2 separate regions of the Mus musculus genome follow, and region 2 is linked to region 1. The links are chromatin contacts, called in public Hi-C maps. All regions are on one chromosome and are shown on one strand. The core of a region is the stretch at or near the end of the contact, and the rest is flanking DNA. Distances in the headings are between cores, read along the strand shown.

What was found. Hi-C and Micro-C count contacts between places; a contact is called where the count stands out from the background.
Region 2: a Hi-C map of erythroblasts shows a contact between it and region 1, with 4 times the contacts expected there. The contact joins the enhancer-like site here to the promoter of Mrm1 in region 1. A contact is called at or near these places in 1 of 39 promoter capture datasets (neutrophils), 1 of 484 Hi-C or Micro-C datasets (erythroblasts), 2 of 115 datasets of contacts at active chromatin or transcription factors (fetal liver and memory CD8 T cells) and 2 of 9 other capture datasets (adipose tissue and liver).

Annotation. Positions count from the first base shown.
Region 1 is chr11:84,818,178-84,820,877 of GRCm38.p6, forward strand. It overlaps Mrm1 (mitochondrial rRNA methyltransferase 1), which reads right to left and starts at 1,338. Exons shown (of 5, transcript NM_145433.1): 1 at 660-1,338; 2 at 423-516. The coding sequence starts at 1,195. It overlaps Dhrs11 (dehydrogenase/reductase (SDR family) member 11), which reads right to left. Exons shown (of 7, transcript NM_177564.5): 7 at 2,551-2,700.
Region 2 is chr11:85,115,386-85,118,085 of GRCm38.p6, forward strand. The region is part of intron 1 of Usp32 (ubiquitin specific peptidase 32); the gene reads right to left. Among named protein-coding and RNA genes, the nearest start is that of Usp32, 23 kb to the right of the region's middle. Within about 2 kb of position 1,291, at least 18 of the 459 cell types and tissues checked have an H3K27ac peak or open chromatin away from gene starts, as enhancers often do. A contact at or near this core is called in erythroblasts, where this site is marked.

The sequences.
Region 1 (2,700 bases), core at 88-2,587:
CAAATGCGGGGCAATGCTGCCCCCTAGAGTCTAGCTAGGAAACACACAGCTAAAGAACACTAAAGCTCGCCCCTTGGAAAGCCTTGTTTAAATCGCTTTGAAGTTGAGCTTCCGGGTACCCACGACTCCAGTCCACCAGCTCCCTGGAGTACTGCTGAAGTCCCACGGTTGTCAGACATTGACTTGCCGACACAGGTGGCCATGGCGTGTAGTAAATGAGACGAGGAAATCCCTAACTTCAGACGATGCTCTATTTAAAAGGCCCTGGGATCTTTCCTGGTGGGACTTAGAAGGTCGTAGGAATCAATGCCACCACGTCCCTTCTCTTCCTCCTCCCCCAATCCACTGCGTTGGAGATAGCTTTAACATCCCTAACTAGAGTCATCGCCTCCGCCTCTTCTTCCCCTCTCGCCCCATTTTACCTGCAAAAAACCGGGCAGGTCAGGAGTGGCGAACACGTCCATCACCTCCATAGCCCCAGCGCTGGCCTTGCTGACTACTGGAGTAAGCGGACAGCTGCAAAGGATCCCCACGATCCGTGTTAAAACCAGAAAATCTCTAGCCCCGCGCCCTACACACCCCGGGGCTCCCCGCCCAGTGCTTAGGAGCTTGGCTCCGCCTCCAGATTGGGCGTAAACTGAATTAAGGGACGTCCGTGCCTGTTTCTCTGGCTGGTGATGACTCTGTCTACGCCGAGGAAGTGAGCGGAGCGCATCACAGCCCCAAGATTGCGGGGATCCTGGAGCCCCTCAAGGACGAGCCACAGCTGCTGAGGGTCGTCGCCTGAGCTCGTGTCTGCCGCCTCATCGCAAGGCCGGGGTCGCAGCGGGCTCACCTCCATGCACACGCCCTGGTGCACTTGGTAGCCGCACAAGGCATCCAGTTTCTGACGCCTGGGCCTCAAGACAGGGATGCCCCGAGCCTCGGCCACCCGGAGCAGCTCGGCTCGCTCCCCCTGCAGCCCAGCCTTACCGGCCTGGAGCAGGAGCCGGGCCACGCGCCGACGGGCAGCCCGCAAGGCCAGGAGGCATGGGGACAAGCCAAATAGACGTTCCAGCCGCTGGGCCGGCGCCAGGTCATCCAGAAGCAAGCGACTCAGCTCCTCCCCGCCAGGCCGTTCCCCGCGCCGAGCCACCGAGGAGAAATGGCGGGCAATCAGGCGACTGAAGCACCCGACCGTCCAGAGTCGCCGCATTGCTCCAGCAGCGCCCGAGACTCCACTGACAGACAGCTGGGGAGGACCCGTTGACCTCCCACACTTCGTCCCCTCACAAGGACTGCCCACAACCTGACCCTCGAGCCAAGACAGTCACCTCCCAGCCTCCCACGTGGGTCCCCAGCTTCCGGGTTCTGGAGGCCCAGCCCCCTGTCCGATGACGCACATGTGCGCTTGGCGGCAACCACGTCTCCACTGCACCCCCTACAGGAGTGAGTCGCACTGCCTCCGCTGACGCAGGCGAGCCTAGAGGCTGTGCTGGTGCTGAGCTAACCTTGGACTGCTCCCGGGTGAAGGAAGAAGTTAGAAGGCGTTCACCTGCTCGTCCTCAAAGACCACCGCATGTCAGTGGTTTGGCCATCTGTTCAATCCTCAGTCTTGGAGCCATCCTACATCCTGGCACAATGTCATAGTTGGGACTTTCTCCCAGAAGCATATCCTGTCAGACCCTCAGCACCAGCCAGCAGAACCCCTAGAATATTTCCCATCTCCCGAAAGCCCCAACGAGCCTACGGTATTTCTGCTGACAAGCAGCCGATGCCCTTGGCCCATGGTAATTCTACGACTTCCTTGCTCACTGCCCAGACTGGCTCTTTTCAGCCTAGTCTTTTAAAATATCTTTTTAAACCTTTTCCCTTTTCCTAATGATTCCTTTTTTTTTTTAATGTGCATTGTTGTTTTGCCTGCATGTACATCTATGAAGGTGTTGGATCCCCAAGAACTGAAGTTACAGTTGTGGGTGCTGGGAATTGTACCAGGGTTCTCTGGAAGAGCAGCCAGTGCTCTTAACATTTGAGCCATTTCTCCAGCCCCCACCCCCTCTTTTTTAAAATCAATGTCTCACTAAGCAGCCCTCATGGATGGCCTGAAACTCGTTGTGTAGCCCAGGCTGGCCTCAAATCCACAGAGGTCTCCCTGCTTCTGCTTCTCAAATGTTGGGATTAAAGGTGTGCAATAGTATTAGTATACCTGGCTCCAACTTATTTTTCAAAATTCTTTCACATGTGCGGGCATATTGTTTGTCCGTGTGGCTGTGCACCACATGTGTGCCTGGTGGCCCAGCGAGAGAGAGGAGGATGTAGGACTCCCTGGGACTGGAATCAACATGGGTCCTCTAGAGCAGCAGTGGATGTACTTAATTATGTATTTTGGGGACATTTGTATCCTTGGCTCCTATGGCTGGCCTGGAACTAACCATCTCCTGTGCCCACTCCAGAAGTGATGTTCCGAATCTACCCACCTTCCTAGCTACCTGGAAGGAATTCTGAGACACCAACCACACTGATCACCAGGAAGGGGGGAAAAAACTGAAAGATACTTCTGAAGGTAGAGTAGGTTGTAATCTCTCTCTTTAATTGTTACAGTGAAATGTAGTAGGAGACAGACCCTGATACTCTGTAGCCGTGGTAAGGACCCCAGGGTGAGGGCCAAAACTTGGCTGGAGAGCTGGGGGGGGGGGAGGCAGGAGGGTTGGGAAGGGAACC
Region 2 (2,700 bases), core at 41-2,540, 300 kb after region 1:
TGGAAAGGCAACAAATGCTCTGAACCACTAAGTCATTTCTCCATGGTCACAGGTTTTTATAGAAAGGGCAAAAGCAAAATTTCAAAATTAAAAAAAAAATTATTTATAAAGAAAGCTATTATGGCTAGGGAGATGGATGACTCAGTTGGTAAAATACTTGCTGCATAAGCATGAGGCCCTGGGTTCTGATCCCCAGCACCAACTTCAAATGGGGGGGGGGGGGTGTCCTGAGCCAAGAGATAGCACTGGGTGCTCTTTTGGCCGTGGTTTAATTTAAACCCCCATACAATTGCTCACAACTATCTGTAACTCCTGTCTCAGAAGATTTACACCTTCTTTTTGCCTAAAGTTTGCAGATAGATGCAGGCAAAACACTCACACACATAAGATAAAATAGGGCTCAGTAGCTGGCTAACATTCATTAAGCCCCAGGTTCAATCCTCAGTACCCACAACTGACAACAATTTGTCACTCCAGTTCCAGGGGCCCCAATACCCTCTTTTGGCCTCCAAGGCACCAAACATGCAAGTGGTACACAGACAAACACACAAGCCAAGTATCCATGCACATAAAAACTAAAAAAGCAAATATTTATTTTTAGTTTTTTTGAGACAGGGTTTCCCTTTGTAGTTCTTGCCATTCTGCAACTCCTTGTTATTCTGCTGCTCAGAGATCAGCCTGCTTGGGCCTCCTGAGTGCTGGGATTAAAGGTGTGTGCCACCAGCATCCAGCTAAAAATTAATCTTATAAATAAATAAATAAATAAATAAATAAATAAATAAATAAATAAATAAGGGCTGGCGAGATGGTTCAGCAGTTAAGAGCACTGACTGTTCTTCCAGAGATCCTGAGTTCAATTCCCAGCAACCACATGGTGGCTCACAACCATCTGTAATGGGCATCCAATGCTGTCTTCTGGTGTGTCTGAAGACAGTAACAGTATACCCACATACATACCCATATAAAAAAATTTTAAAAATAAATAAATAAATGTGCTTTTGTTTTTTGAAAAAGTGTAAAAATGGTCCACTAGTAGTACATGCTAATTAACATTTCAGAGCAAATCATCTGTAATTCAAAGCAGGAATTAAAGTATAGCAGTTTCTATAGCATTTGGCCTCAAATGTTCAAAGACAGTGCTGCCAGGGTTGCGATATACTAAGAAACTCTGTACTAGAAAACTAAAAGTGGCTCTCTCTACTTGACACATGAAGTTGTTCTTGGCTTTACCACAGCACACATGGTTAGTGTAGACTGTAAATGGATGTGGCTCCATATCTTCACCTCTCAGACCACAAGTATCTGTAATCAAAAGGAGCCACGCCACCCTTACAGAGCATCAGCATCCATCTGCCTCTATTTCTGTTCCCAAGCATCCTCTGAGCTTGCCTATATCATATGAAAAATTGAACTAATCTAAAAGGAACTTTGGCTTCCTTGTTCCTGTTACAAAATTCTTTTTAGTATATAAAAATGTGAAGAAAAAAATATAGACTGGGATCTTTGTGTAAAAAAACCAAACTACTTTGTGAATAAATGAAATAGTTACAGCAAATTTTAGGGCACAGATAGAGAAACACTCAAGTTGTAAAATTTTTTTTCTACAGGAGTGACAGTTCCCATTCTGAAACATGTCAAATATGCCACTATAAAGTTAACTTAAAATAACTTCTGGGGTAGATTGTGTCTTTGAAAACTGCCTGTAAGAACAGAATATGAATCAAAAAAGACAAAACTTAGTTAACAGTCACAGGAAATTTGCTGTATGCTTAGATACAAAAATAGAATTTTTAAAATATGACTAAAAAAAATGCCCTTAAGTCTTCATTAGCTTCTCATATTTTCTGCACTACAACAAAATGACTCTTTAACATGTTGATAAGTTTTCTAGTTTACTCACTTGCTTCTAGCAGTTTCTCAAACCAAACATGATTTATCATTCTCTTAGTTCATAAACTTCTGAAGCTATCAGCAACATACCATTCATCAGTTCAGTGACATTGTATATTTCCAAGTATCCTCACCTCCTCCAACAGAGAGGGAGGGGTTAGTCAAAAGGCATCTAGTAGCCCAAATTCCTTTATAAATCTCAGTGTCTTTAACCTACTGAACAAAATTAATAACAAAAGTTACACCTAACTTGCTATTTTAATCTTTAAAAAAGTATTTCAAGGCAGGTGTCATGGCCCATGCCTATAATCTCAGCTCTTGGGAAAGAGAGGCAGAGGATCAAAAGTTCAAAACACATCACCTTATTTGTGACAATTATATCTTCATGATCTGACCACCTCCCAAAGACTATGCCCTTAATGCCATCACTCAAAAATTAGGTTTCAACACATGAATTTTGGAGCAGACATACACATTCAGAGCACAGGGCTCACTAAACCAATCACAATTAACATTCAGAAATCTACACACATTTATTTCCTCCATTCTATTTCATTTTAAAGAGAAATCTTTCACAACATAATTTAAAAAAACAACAAATTTACCCCATTAATTTCACCATCAACTAAGATCTTTGTCAGAAAAGCCCAATGGTTCTGATAAGATCTATCACCTATATACAACTCAAAACCACATAGTTTTTTATTAAAAAAAAAAAACTACAAATGACAATATATAGTTTAGGAAAGTGGGGGAGGAGAGCTGGGAGGACAGGGCCTCACTATGCAGCCCCAGCTGTCTCTGGCTTCT